3 separate regions of the Mus musculus genome follow, and all the other regions are linked to region 1. The links are chromatin contacts, called in public Hi-C maps. All regions are on one chromosome and are shown on one strand. Each heading gives the region's core, a stretch centred on a gene start, on an enhancer-like site or on the middle of the called end of the contact. The rest is flanking DNA. Distances are from core to core; before and after follow the strand shown.

Region 1 (4,599 bases), core at 822-3,321:
AGGATGCAGACAAAAAGACAGAAGTCCAGAGTGGTCAGGTCACATGGTTACTGTTACAAAGCCAATTAAAGCCAGACTCAACATCAGAGCTTAGCTCAGTGAAGTTGGACCTGGACTATTAACCATAGGAGGGAAGGCAATGCTCACCTCACTTACTAAATGGCTGAAGAGTGGGTTTCAGACATTCCTGTAGGCCAGAGCCTCCTGAGGTGCCTCGGAGTCCTGAACAGCTAGTCCACAGTTAACCCAGGAGCCTTGGATGGAGGTCCAATGGTCAGCATTGTAAGAGGTCACTCTGAAAGATTTCCAAAGGCAACTTGCAAGAAAAATATCAAGTTCAGTTGTCATGTCCTATCATGTCCTCAGTGAGGTCTGAGTGTTGACTCAGTTAAGTTCAACTCAGGTCAACACTGTGGCCCCAGATATGGTTACAGGATGATGTGTCTGTCCTTTGAAAGGAGAAGAGACAACTACTAGGATATAAGAACTCATAGCATCAGTCAGTGCCCTTACCCAACCTTGAAAAGACCTCAGGCATAATCTCAGAAGGCCTGGGACCTCCTTTCTGGACATTTAAGACTTAAACAGGCTCTCAGACCTCAGGTCTCTCCCTTGACTCTTTTGGAAAATTGCTTAAGAGAATGGAGTTTTCCATGATAGCTTTAGTGATACTGAGATGCATAATATTTCACTAGTGCCCACTATCGATCATATAATTTAACAAGTTGTATTTTAATTTTTTCTTTTCATTTCAACTTCTCCAATCTTTCTAAAAATTGTCATCTATTTATAGGGGAATTGAAAGCTTTGTGATATTTCATTGGCGTGCATGTTGCTTAATTAAGCTCTATAATTACAGTAAAAACTGAGGCAGTACAAACAGGTTTGGGAACAAACACAACCAATTCTTGGTGGGTTGCAAAGCACAGCTAGTGGGAGTGTGTGATTCACACAGAACCTGGACGGTGAGTACTCTTCATGGTGCTGTTAGACAAGTGATTGTAACGGATGCAGAGTCAGTTAATCGGGAGGCCTTTGAGACATCCAGGGGGCTATCTAAGCTCTAAAGAGCTTCCTTTGCACAGTAACTTATTTGACCAATTTCCCATGTTGGGCATCTGAGCACCCCACCTCTATGCCACTGTTAAAGTAACGCAGCATTCAGTACCCACGCAGGTAAATCACTGGGCACCATCATGATTATTCCCAGACTTGGAATGGCAGGGTAAAATTATATACATCTTGAAAGCCTTTAGTGCATATTTTTGAATTGCCCTTCAGAAAGGTTTCCCTGGAGTTGATATTTTAAAACACAATTTAAAATAACCAGAGGGCTTTGACTAGGCAGTCTAATTAAACAACCAACTCCATTTTCCCGCATGTGGTAAGAATTTAAGCTCCCCCCCATAAACAGTGATTTCACCTCCTTTTAGGCATGGTTGGAAAACACCTCCTTTTTTTGTTTTCTGCGACAATAGCAACGGTTCCCACGGACAGAATTTATTTTTTCATCTAGTAATTCAATCCATTTGGTTTTAGGATGTGGCTAGGAAAAATGAGCCAAAGATGCAAGATTAAGGCAGCTTGACTCTTATGCCATGTATGTAGTCCAACTTTGGGTTTGGCCCGGTCCAGTTGCCATGGTTTGTGAGGTTGTGTTGTAGCAACAAGGTCCTCAAGCTTCAGTGTGTGAAATGTGAGGTCCCTCCGTGAGGAACATTCTGAACTCTGGGAGGGAAAGGCTCGGGGATCAGGTGGTGTCTTGGACCAGCTCTCTGGAATGCCCATTCTATCCCAAGTTCCAGCCAAGAGCAAAACAGTCATCAATTCTCTAAAGAGCTTTTTCCGTCCTTTGGAACATCCCCCGGGTGGGAATCCAACATGCTAAGGTTGACAGGGTGTGAATGAGGGACACGCGGCCATCGAGCTTAAACTAATGTGAATCACAGTATAGGCATACGACTGCGTCCCTTGGCTTTCTTCCTGCGTATCTGGGACGAGGAGGGTGCACGAGGGAGCTAGTCTGATGCCTTTTGGCACCCGTTGGGGCTTGACGTGGCTGTGGGGAGGAGGGTGTTGGAGAGAGTGTGGAAAATGGAACTGAAATCTCTGCTTCCCTCAGGCCACACATCTGGACAGCTGGACCAAGAGTAAAAAGCCACAGGACTGGGACAAAATGGAGTCAGAGTCACCAGCATAGTCCCTAGGCAGTAGAATGAGGTCTGGGTGGGTAAACTCAGCCAAGATGGCACAGTATGACCTTGGAGGGCAGCTTCTAAAATCTTCGCAAATATCTGTGTGGGTTAAGTTCTGCTAACTTAAAACACTGGTGTGAAATGGGCTGCTAGGATTTATTTAGGTGAAAGGGATAGATATCTGTCAGTGTCAGCAGGTTGTATAGATATTATACTTTTGTTTTCTAAAAATGTCCAAATCTTACAGAGGAGCAGGAAGGGTCATTAAAGCTCTGGCCAGGCAATCTTTGCTCCTACCCATGGAGAGAGAACAGAAAGGCTTTGCTCCCACCCATGGAGAGAGAACAGAAAGGCTTTGCTCCCACCCATGGAGAGAGAACAGAAAGGATTCTGGACCCTTTCCCATGTCTCTCCCAAATGCTAGTAGGGGCCTAGAATTCCCCAGAAGAAATTCATCTGGGGGGAGTTCATGGTAAGCGAAAACATTTTCAAAGTCAAAGACACATAATAAATAAAATATATGGAAGGGCAATGAGAGACAAGAGGCCTAGCTGAGGGAAGTGATTCATCAGTACATCACTGATCAATACATACTTGGTCATGTACGTATCCAGTCCCTGGGTCTTCCTTTTCAGAGAACATTGCTGCCCTGGTTTCAGTGTCAATCACAATCTAGTTCTTCCTTAGTGTCTTGCTTTTATTTTTAATGCTTTTTTTTCCCTTTGAGGCAGGGTCTTGCTGTTTAGCTAAGGCTGGCCACAGTCTTGCCATCTTCCTGCCTTAGCTATTTCAGTCTTAGGATTATAAGTGTCCCCACTTAGTTCATAGGCACTTAATTTTTATTTTTTTTAATTTATTCTTTCTATTAATTAACTAATTAATTTACTTCACATCCAGATGGCAGCTTCTCCTCCCTCTTCTCCTCCCAATCCTTCCCTCTTACCTCCCCTCTCCCTAACGCTCTCTCTTTCTCCTCAGAAAAGAGGAGGCCTCCCATGGATATCAACCTGCCTTGGCAAGCCAAGCTGTAGCAGGATTCGATGCATCTTCTTCTACTGAGACTCCTATTTTAGGTGTTAGAGTGTATGTATGTGCACCATGTGCATGCAGTACCTGTGCAGACCTGCAGAGGGCGTGGAATACCCTGGAACTGGAGTTACAGAAGGTGTAAGCCACCATGTGAGCGCTGGGAACGGAACCCAGGTTTGCTGTAAGATCAAGTTCTCTTAACTGCTGAGCCATCATCGATTGTTCCAGTCCCAAGAAGCACTACATTTTAATGGAGCTGATATTAACTCTATTTTCTTTGTGGCTTTGGCTTTTACTTCTTACTCTAAAGTGATTTTCTAACAGTTTTAAAGATATGATCCAGTATGTATGTATGTATGTATGTATGTATGTATGTATGTATGTATGTATTTCTTAAAATGTCACTATTAATTTCCCCCCTAAAGTTTTTAATTCACCAGAATTTTCATGTAAGTTCTTAAGAGGAGACCAAATTTGAACTGTTTTCTTTATGAACAGAATGTGGTGTGTGTGTGTGTGTGTGTGTGTGTGTGTGTGTGTGTTTGTGTGTGTGCCTGTATGTGTTGTGTGTGTGTGTGTGTGTGTGTGTGTGTGTGTGTGTGTGTGTGCGTGGTGTGTGCATGGTGTGTGTGTATGATGAGTGTTGATTGAAGCTAGGGCCTTGGATATCCTAGACAGATACACTGCCACTAGGTTTTATCTCCAGGCCCTTCAGCTCCATTTTTAAAGTCCATGTTTTGCACTGAAATGTCCTCTCTGCCGTCATCCACATATGTTATAATCCTCTCTGATCTATTTCATCCTAGAATTACACACCAGTGGTTCAGTTAACATACTATATAGTAATTCTTTACAAGCACTTAGACGAATTCTTCCCCTCCTGGCTCAGTTATTCAAGAGTACTCTTACTTCCTCCTCAGGCACGGTAAATACAGCCTGTCTGACTGTGTACTACGCATGAAGGGAAACTGAGTAGTGCGGGTGGGGAGTGGGGTAGGATCTCTTCAGTTTAGAATTGCATTGTGTTTATGGAGTCTGGGATACATTGCATCTTTACAGTTTTGAGTTAACTAATTCATAGCAAAACCTTGCTGTCCACGAGTTTGCTTAACCTTTGTAATGTATTATAATTTTCCCTATAAAGGTCCTGTACATTTTTCTTAGACATATTGCTTTTAACTTTGGTGGATTTTGTGAATTACAACTTAAAAATCTCGATTTGGAGCACTTTCTCAGAACGCTTTCTGAGTGTGTGTGGACTGGTGTTGATGCCAGAGGACTCAGCTGTCATGCCTCAGGCTCTGGCAACCATTTTTACTGTAGAGGCAGGACCTCTCACTGGCCTGGCATTTACTAAAGAGTCTAGACTGTCTGT
Region 2 (4,599 bases), core at 1,070-3,569, 310 kb after region 1:
AGCACTTGAAGATCTGCCGCCGTGGTACAATGGTCTAGAAAAATGTAACCTTCTGATCCACCCACCGAGGGAAAGGGAGGAAGTGGGGTTAGGAGTTGCTCCTGGGATTCTATCCCTGAATTGTCCCAGGGGAGGTGATGCTTTCCAAAAACGTTAAGGAGCTTATGTGAAAGTTTTTAAATGCCGTATCAGTATGGAAGTGTGTGATGATTAACTTTTCAACTTGATTGGGTAAAATGAAAACCCTGGGCATGGGCTGGTGAGATGGCTCAGTGGGTAAGAGCACCCGACTGCTCTTCCGAAGGCCCTGAGTTCAAATCCCAGCAACCACATGGTGGCTCACAACCACCATGAGATCTGACTCCCTCTTCTGGAGTGTCTGAGGACAGCTACAGTGTACTTACATATAATAAAAATAAAGTAAATTAAAAAAAGGAAGGAAGGAAGAAAGAAAAACCCTGGGCATTAGTGTGTAGTGGGGATTATGGAATTTTGGTTTCATAGAAAACATAGAAATATTGTAAGAATATGGTTTTGTTTTAATCCCAGGTGTGGAATATGGGGCTGCTTCAGACTGTCCATAGCAGCTATGATTTGCCTCGTGCAAAAACAATGTATTATGAAGTTTATAAATGTATATGAAAAAAAAAGTCTGACCATAAAGCATAAAGACCAAGAGATGAAAATATAAAATCAAAAGAAGTAGAAATTTGTTTCTTATAAAAAGCCAAAAAATGAATAGAACTACATACCTCTATAAGTATAGCATGAATGCAGCCTAGACAACATAGAAGCAAAGGAGTATGGATCTGTTCCAAATAAAGAGATAGTTATACACATACAGAGAGAGAGAGAGAGAGAAAGAGAGAGAGAACAAGCTGGTTTTGGCTCCCAGGCTATCTATGATGGAAAATATTGATTGTCAGCCTGAAAAAGTGCCTAGATTATAATAAGGTGTCCCCCAACCCCAAGTATATCTGTAAGAACATTTCAGAGAAGATTAATTAGTGGGCAAAGAACTGGACTGGATGTGGGGTGTACCATCCCATGGGCTGAGGCACAAAGAGATTAAGAAGAAGAAAGTGAGAGCTGGAAAGATGGCTCAGAGGTTAAGAGCACTGACTGATCTTCCTGAATGTCCTGAGCTCAATTCCCAGCAACCGCATAGTGGCTCTCAACCATCTGTAATGGGATCTAATGCCCTCTTCTGGTATGTCTGAAGACAGCTACAGTGTACTCATATGCATAAAATAAATAAATATTTTTTTACTTCAGCCTTTTAAAAAAACTTTTTATTACATATTTTCTTATTTACATTTCAAATGTTATCCCCTTTCCTATTTTCCCCTCCGAAAACCCCCTATCCTCTCCCCCATCCCCCTGCTCACCAACCCACCCACTCCCACTTCCTGGCCCTGGCACTCCCCTATACCGAGGCATAGAACCTTCACAGGACCAAGGGCCTCTCCTCCCACTGATGACCGACTAGGCCATCCTCTTAAATAAATCTTTAAAAGAAAAGGAAAAAAGTGGAGACAGGCCTTCTCTGTGTGCATCCTGGCTGCTGTAAAGAGATCTGTTCGGTTGATACCCCTGACACCTCTGAGACAGTGAGCTAACACAGATATTCTACACTAGCATGGTGCAGAGACACGACATGGTTATCAGTGTGAGCTTACCCGTTAGGTGCATTGCAAATGAGCGTGAAGGACATTGAGCAAGGGTCTGAGTAAATTTGAAGAGACCAGCGAATGACAGAAAAAGACCTTTGCTGTTTTCTTCTAAACTACATATTCTTCTCAGGAAATTAGTATTTTAGAGAAACATCATAGGCCGGATGGGTGATTTAGTAAGCACGGGTGTTTGCAGCCAAGCCTGATACCCAGGTTTGAGCCCCAGAAAACGCATGATATCCTCCCACACATTGTCCTCTGACCTTCACATACACACACATACCACATGCACACCTCCATTAAATAGATGTGAATTTTAAAAATTAAACTAAATGAATCGGGGAGTAAATGCCTTTTAGAGAAAACTCTATCATCAATATTGTTGGGGGTAGAATGTATTTCACGCAGAAGACTAGAGAAGGTTGTCACACAGAGAAGAGAGAGCTTTACAGTACAGAGCTAAGTGAATGTTCCAGGGAAGAGTTGAGAGAGAACGGGAGTCCTCCCCGGAAAGCAGTAGCAAAAGGTCAAGAGGACAACAGGAAGAGAAAGAAAAGGCGAGGGTGCCGACATCCAGGACCTGCAGACATGGAAAACCAGCTGGTGCTCATGGGCCAGATGGAAAGAGAAGGCTTGCAAGAAATGACTCAGAGGGAAGACAGGCATGTCCAAACAAGGAAGAAAAAAAAAAAATGCAGGGAACGCCCGAAAACCAGTTCAAGGCAGATCATCAGGGAATTTTCAAAAACCGAGAAAGTCTCATAAACGTGGTTGTTTCTTAAAGAACGATACAGGAGGTTTATAGTTCTGTGAAGAATGAAAGAGCTGGTGATACAAATTCACACTGAGCAAACCAAAGAGCAGCAAACTGAGGACACCTGGTCAGGTAGCACTGTCTGCTCCCTACCGGAGCAGAAACCAGTGCCTGGGGGAGGGTGTGTGTAAAGGTGCCTGGGAGAGTCTCACCTTTGCTTTTAGAAAGCTGCTAATGGCCTAACGTGAAGGAAGAAGCGTTTAGAAAGCAGAATGCCTTTGAGAAGTATGGACATAAATCCTCCTCTGAAACCACACTGTGGGTTGAAATCATTGCTGTGTGGAAATGGTGCCTAGTAGTGTCTTTGACTCTTAACTTATGCAAATGTACCGCTTGGATACAATGTTTTTGTTGTTGTTGTTTCTTTTTTTTTTTTTTTTTTTTCTTTTTTTAAAGAGATCAAATTTATTTCACTCACTAACTACTGAACTGCTCTTAGTGGCTTCGCTTTCCTGGAAAGGGTGGCGTTGATGGGGTGGTGACATGGCTTCTGTCCGGCAAGTATTGCTGTGTTTGGGTAGAAAAGATAGGACGGATGCATAGCCCAGTGGGCTGCAGCTCCTCCAGAGGCCCAAAGACGCTTCCTGGCAGTGAACTCGGACTATTCAGCGAGGTGCTGGGATATTAATGAAAAGCCTGGAGGGGCCACATGGGAGTTGTTAGTAGGAAGGTGCCAGAAGGTAAGGCGGCTCCCTTTTCTGGGCAGGCAGGGGAGCGTGGCGCTGATGCCCTTGAGAGCGATCTGGTTTGAGTTTCCTCACTGAGAACAGCCAACAGATGGGTGTCTGGTAACCCAGCGCCCCTGTTAAGAGGATCCAAGTCAATTGTTCCACCTGGCACTGGGGCCGGCTCTGCCTCCAGTTTCAGCTTCAAGCCTCTTGGGGGCTAAGGACAAAAAGTGGAAGCTGAGACTGTATTCAGAGGGAGGGGCTGTAGACACAGAGGGTGCGGTGCCTGGAGTTGAGGGAAAGGATATCTCACCAGAAATCTGTGAACCAGCCCACCCTAGATCAAGGGCTAGGAAATCTAAAGGAGGCTCTGAAGCTACATCGGGAGCTTTTCTAAGAGCCAATCAGAACCTGGAGGAGTGCTGCCAAGGACCATGAAACCCATCCAGCCTTCAACTCCTCTCAGACTCCTGTTGGTACTAAACATACACACCCGAGCCACAGCCCCAAGCAGCCATCTCTGAGTTCTTTATCTTCTTCTTCTGTCCCCAAGTTCAGATGCAAAGGGAACTGTCTGCACCCAGGAGCCTGGGATGAATGTTGAAACTCTGCCTTTTAAACTGGGGACCTGACCACCTCTGTCTGTGATGTATTGGTGCCACAGGAGCCCACGGAAGGTGAGGGCGTGGCTCCCAGGTAGGGGGCGGAGCTCCCCAGTAGGGGCGGGGCTATTTGGTAGGGACTCTCCTATAGGTCATTGCCATTTTTTCATTCCAGTCATCTCCAGGGAGTGATGGTGTGAAAAAGGAGGGGCAGAGATCATCAGGGAAGGTGAAGTGATGAATGTATTAGATGCTAAAGATTAACAAAGCTTTCTTTGTTCTTTAAAAATTGCAGTTAAGTTGTTCGAGTAGGTTCAGAAACCATTCCCCTCCTCGTTTGCAACGGCATCCCAAGGACCTAATTAGTGCAGGGCCTGGCATAGGAAAGGTGCCCAATTAATGCTGAAGTTAGCAACAAGTGGAAGTTCTGTAGCCACGTGCCAGGAAGCCAGGTGAGTAGGGTAGATCACAAACACGTCTCCCCCTCTCCACTCTTCCTATGATCCATCTCTCCATTCTGGTCTGCGCTCCCGCCTCTACTCTGACAGTTCTCGCCAGCCCTCCAGTTCTAAAGCTGGCTTCTATTGTGTCTTTACCCTGTAGAGGCTTGTCAATAGCACCTGTCCTAACCTCCAATTCTGACTCACTAACCCATTTATTTACTATTTTCTGATGGTTGGTCTCCTCTTACATCATCACAGTGTAGGCTCTGAGAAAGCTTGCTAATAGACGTACTAACCATAGTCTTCCAGGGGTGCAGACCAGAGCAGCGATACAGGCACCCGTCTGACCCCTCGTGGAAACCCTACTGGACCAGGTGTACATGCACCCCTATGCAGCTT
Region 3 (4,599 bases), core at 1,512-4,011, 280 kb after region 1:
GCACTTGGGGCTTTGCTTGTTTCTTCACATTCTTGTATTCTTGGTGCCCACCACACCAGAGGCACATTGGTTTCTTCCTGAGTGTGGCAGGCTGAGGGAGAAAACGTTAATGCCACCAGCTCACATTTGCACACTCAGCCCAAAGGAGCTGTCAGTGTTTTGGAACAAGATTTATTAAATATGCTTATATTCTTTCCCAAGAGGGACAGGGCCACAAACTCTCAAACTCCTTGGTTTTCCATTAGCCTGGTTTCCCCTTCACTTGAGGTCTTGCTCGTACTCTTAATCACTAGTTTAAAAATTAAGAGTAAGCACACATCTTTAATCCCAGCACTTGGAAGGCAGAGGCAGGCAGATCTCTGCGGCCAGCCTGGTCTACAGAATGAGTCCCAGGACAGCCAGGGATACATAGAGAAACCCCTTCTTGAAAAACAACAAGAAACTAAGTGTGAGCCTGGAGAAGGGGGAGCTTCCTATGAAATCAAGGGTGCAAGCTGAGGGGCGGAGAACAGACTCTATCTTCTTGGAAACGGATGCATGATCCGTGTCAGGGTGTAAACTAGACTTAGCTGGTTGTGAACCTCTTTCTTTGGTGTGGGATTCAGTGCTAGAGATTACACTTCAGCGAACAGAAACTACAGGAAACATGAGCTTGTTTTCCTTTTCCTTTTAAACTTTGAGAGACCTTCATATGAAAGAAGAAATACGCGGGGCTAATGTTCCATGAAAAGCTAGCATTTGCTATTTTCTGTCGTCAGCAGGTGCAAAGTAAGAGTAAGGAGTATTAGTACATAGAGCATATTTCTAAGGCCTAGAAAGGTCATTAGTCAGCCTTCGCCTGCATGAAGTGCACACCCACTTTATATGGTAGGGATGGAATGCCCTGTAAAGAAGGAAAATAGATGACTTAGCCACGAGTAAACCCCATAGGGCTAATGAATGTTAACCCTTTATCTCTGTGCCCCCGCCCCCGCCCCACATACACACAGACACATACATACATACACCATCCAACAGCACTGAGTAGTGCCCTATCCTCGGGAAAAGAATTCCACAGATGCCTTCCCCTTAAGCTCTTCATCCTTAGCCCTGGTCTTGGTCTTAGGCACATATGTTTCTGTTATCATCTGCTGGTGAGCTGTGACCGCAGGTAGAGGCCAGGGACCTCCCTGAAGGCGCACACAGCCACAGTTGTTTTCCTTAATTATAATCTGCTCATGAACATTTCTTCTGATGTGACTAGAGGTCCTGTGACCCACCCACCCCTGCTAGCACCCCTGCCAGCACTGCCCATTCACCTATTCGGTGGACTGGATTTATTTCTGGCTTGGGTGGACTCGAGCGTGCACTATTAGCATTTCCTTGTGGAGGGAGTGTCATGGTTGTCGAGGCTTGTGCCCGTGAAAACACTCCATAAAGCATCCTCCTCCTCCTGTAGAACAAGGCATGTTCTTCAAGGAAAGCATTGGTTCTTTCATCCTCGGGGCAGCGGGGAAAGTAACAAGCCACTGGTGCTCAGATCTCCTATAAGCGTTTTACGTGCTGTAGAGCATCTGTGATGCGCTAAGGAGGGGAACAATCAAGGACCATCAAACAGGGAGGCCAGGCTTGCCCCTCGGTTTGTTCCCACTAAGGGAGTGAGAAGCACAACGTCGCTATGCAGACTGCAAGCGCCCAGCTTCTGGCACGTCCAGCTTGTGTTCTGTGACATATGCACCTTACTGGAGTGGAGTCCCTCAGAGCTGCCTTTTCTTTGGATGAGCCAAAGGCTGTGAGCTTTAGGGTCTGTTTTTGGCAGCTGAGCCTTCTGCCCCTGCAGCCTCCTGAGGTGGTGATCTGGTTCCAGCTTGGGTCTTCCCCACCTCAGTGAGGAGGACCCAAGGGAGCCGAAGCAAAGGGCCTCTGCTAGCAGATGCATATGAAATTTGGGATCTGTTGGCATGTGCTTGTAACATTCCACCAAAACATGACTGCTGTTTTCCCGTATTTTCTAGTGACCGAATTGCAAGATACTATTATTACTGGCACCTACGGAAACAGGTGCTGCACTCCCAGTGTGTGCTCAGAGAGGAGGCCTACTTCCTGCTGGCAGCCTTTGCACTGCAAGCTGACCTCGGCAACTTCAAAAGGAAACTGCACCACGGAGACTACTTTGAGCCAGAGGCTTACTTCCCGGCATGGGTAGGTACTGTCTGGATTCTCCATACTGCCTGTTCAGACACAAGCCTCTTCAAGAGATGAGCCTGCATGTTCTGGGCCCAGGGAAATCGCTGTGATGCCCAACTACCAATCGGAGGCTGGGAATCTTTCCTAGTCTGCTCATGACTGAGGAGGCTCTCTGGCCATCTTAAATGCAGAAGAACTTCAGCTTACCCAGCCCCGTGTTGGAATGTGCATAGCAGTGATACTCTGGGGTTTTTTGTTTTGGGGGGGTGGCGGTTTGTTTTGTTTTTTAAGCAGGGTTTCTCTGTGCATCCCTTGCTGTCCTGGAACTCACTTTCTAGACCAGACTGGCCTTGAACTCACAGAGATCCACCTGCTTCCACCTCCCAGGTGCAGGGACTGAAGGTGTGCAAGCCCACGCCTGGCTAGCGGCGACACTCTCCATCCTCCCGGTGAATTGTATTTTTCCCCTTTGAGGGAAAATGATTACTTCTCAAGCGATGAGATCATTCACAGTTTTAATGGGCTGAGAAAACAACTCTGAATCAACATTTGGCTCTGACCTCTGTGTCCTTCCCTGCCAGGCGAGGAGCCGTCCCCTTCTGTCAGGAGAAGATAGATAGATGTAGGTCATTCTGGCAGGAGTAGGCTCACACACATGCTCCGTAGCCTGTTGGGGTTGCCAGTCCTCCTGCAGGCCGCTCTGTCCCTCTCTTCTGTGGCCTCGGCTCTGGCTCAGGCTCTCTCCCCTACTGTTGATGTTCACCGGAACAATGGGTCACCTGCGTCCACAAAGCAGAACCGCCTGGCTGGCTTCCCAAAAGATAGGCCAAGTGTGCTTGACTTTCTGGCAGCTTCCTTCCCATCCGTGTGCGTTCCTCGGTCCTCTTCCCCCACCTGCTCCCCTTCAGGCAAGCACATGCCATCTCTCGGGTCATTCATGCCCTTTATGTTGCCTGATTCAGTAGGCGCTCTCTTCTCCTTTTGCTGAATTTTTCTGCTGCCCTTGGCACCTAGCCACTTACACCAGGGAGATTTCATCCCAATCACGGTTTTTCATGCCTACCTTCAGAATATGCAGGTAATGCCTAAATATGCCTGCCCTGTACAGTGAGGTGGCTACTCATTCCTTAGTTCCACAGACTCGGAACACCCCCAATCACACTCCTCCCTCCCCCACCTCCACAGAAACAGCCCTACCTCTGTTCCCCTGTTGTCAGAGGGCTGGAGGCTGCCATAGGCCCAGTTGCCAGAACCTGGCATCACATGGACTTGGCTTGGCACTGTGCCTCTGCCACATTCCTACCCACATGCTCTGATGTGCCCACTCCATTTCCTGTTACCCTGCTTAGTCCCTATTTTGTCACTATTGGTTTCCTTCTAAGTCTACTGCATCCTTCCGTTTGGCGTTCCCTCCCTGGGTCTCAGAGCTCAGCACAGTGTTGCAGAGCTATTCCTGCTTCGGTGTCCCCCAGCTTGCTCTGAGAGGAGCGAGCCTCTTACTTTACACAGTACCTGCAGGAACTCCCCAGTCACCTGTGGTGTGAAGTCCTGGCTCCCAAGTGTGCAACTCCAGGATCTGGTTGATTTCTTAGACTGGATGCTCTGGCACCATCCAGCTGGTGACTCTACAGATGTGTCCACACAGCTGCTGGGGTGCCTTAAACTTCTGAACCCACCGCAGCCCCAAGCAGGGTTTCTCTCTGCAGCCCCAGCTTCCCTGAAACTGCCTATGCAGACCAGGGTGGCTTAGCACTCACAGAAATGCTCCTGCCTCTGCCTCCTGAGTGCTGGGATTAAAGGTGTGGGCCACCACCGGCCTCCATGTAGAATCCTTTGTGAAGTATGAAAAGTAAGCACCAAACAACAGATGCTGAAGTCACGTTAGAGCTGAAAACTCGCCAGTGTCCCCCACTGCCACCATCCGAAGCCCTTGCTTCTGCTCGTGTTGCCACTGGCTTTTTGTGTTTTCAGACCCTTCTGAAATCCGCATGGCCATTCCCAACACCCTCAGTATGCAGCCACCGGGTGCAGGGTGTAACTCACATTTGAAAACTCAGTGGGGGGCTGGTGAGATGGCTCAGCAGGTAAGAGCACCCTGCTGCTCTTCCGGAGGTCCTGAGTTCAAATCCCAGCAACCACATAGTGGCTCACAACCATCCCTAACGAGATCTGACTCCCTCTTCTGGTGCGTCTGAAGACAGCTACAGTGTACTTACATATAATAAATAAATAAATCTTAAAAAAGAAAGAAAGAAAGAAAGAAAGAAAGAAAGAAAGAAAGAAAGAAAGAAAGAAAGAAAGAAAGAAAGAAAGAAAGGAAGAAAGAAAGCTCAGTGGACCCCATCCAATTCTAAGCCCCAGCAAATCACAGGGAGGGCGTGTTGAATCGAAACCGTTTCCTCCTGTGTTTTCAAGTAGAGTTCCTGGCCTTTC

What was found. Hi-C and Micro-C count contacts between places; a contact is called where the count stands out from the background.
Region 2: a contact with region 1 is called in a Hi-C map of uterus, with 4 times the contacts expected there. The contact joins two enhancer-like sites. A contact is called at or near these places in 1 of 39 promoter capture datasets (the 3T3-L1 cell line), 5 of 15 datasets of contacts at CTCF or cohesin (CD8 T cells, the NIH/3T3 cell line, embryonic stem cells and 2 more), 30 of 484 Hi-C or Micro-C datasets (the 3T3-L1 cell line, the AML12 cell line, the C10 cell line and 18 more), 5 of 115 datasets of contacts at active chromatin or transcription factors (the NIH/3T3 cell line, embryonic fibroblasts, embryonic stem cells and 2 more) and 1 of 9 other capture datasets (embryonic stem cells).
Region 3: a Hi-C map of muscle stem cells shows a contact between it and region 1, with 2.1 times the contacts expected there. The contact joins two enhancer-like sites. A contact is called at or near these places in 1 of 15 datasets of contacts at CTCF or cohesin (the NIH/3T3 cell line) and 4 of 484 Hi-C or Micro-C datasets (adipose-derived mesenchymal stem cells, cerebellum, embryonic fibroblasts and 1 more).

The regions. Positions count from the first base shown.
Region 1 is chr12:70,596,605-70,601,203 of GRCm38.p6, forward strand. The region is part of intron 1 of Gm40436 (a long non-coding RNA gene); the gene reads left to right. Among named protein-coding and RNA genes, the nearest start is that of Gm40436, 8.3 kb to the left of the region's middle. Within about 2 kb of position 2,072, at least 26 of the 459 cell types and tissues checked have an H3K27ac peak or open chromatin away from gene starts, as enhancers often do. A contact at or near this core is called in muscle stem cells and uterus, where this site is marked.
Region 2 is chr12:70,904,767-70,909,365 of GRCm38.p6, forward strand. Gm32664 (a long non-coding RNA gene) reads left to right here. Exons shown (of 4, transcript XR_381658.4): 2 at 3,709-3,832; 3 at 4,053-4,209. Among named protein-coding and RNA genes, the nearest start is that of Gm32664, 3.7 kb to the left of the region's middle. Within about 2 kb of position 2,320, at least 31 of the 459 cell types and tissues checked have an H3K27ac peak or open chromatin away from gene starts, as enhancers often do. A contact at or near this core is called in muscle stem cells and uterus, where this site is marked.
Region 3 is chr12:70,878,625-70,883,223 of GRCm38.p6, forward strand. It overlaps Frmd6 (FERM domain containing 6), which reads left to right. Exons shown (of 14, transcript NM_028127.3): 6 at 1,995-2,181. Among named protein-coding and RNA genes, the nearest start is that of Gm32664, 22 kb to the right of the region's middle. Within about 2 kb of position 2,762, at least 67 of the 459 cell types and tissues checked have an H3K27ac peak or open chromatin away from gene starts, as enhancers often do. A contact at or near this core is called in muscle stem cells, where this site is marked.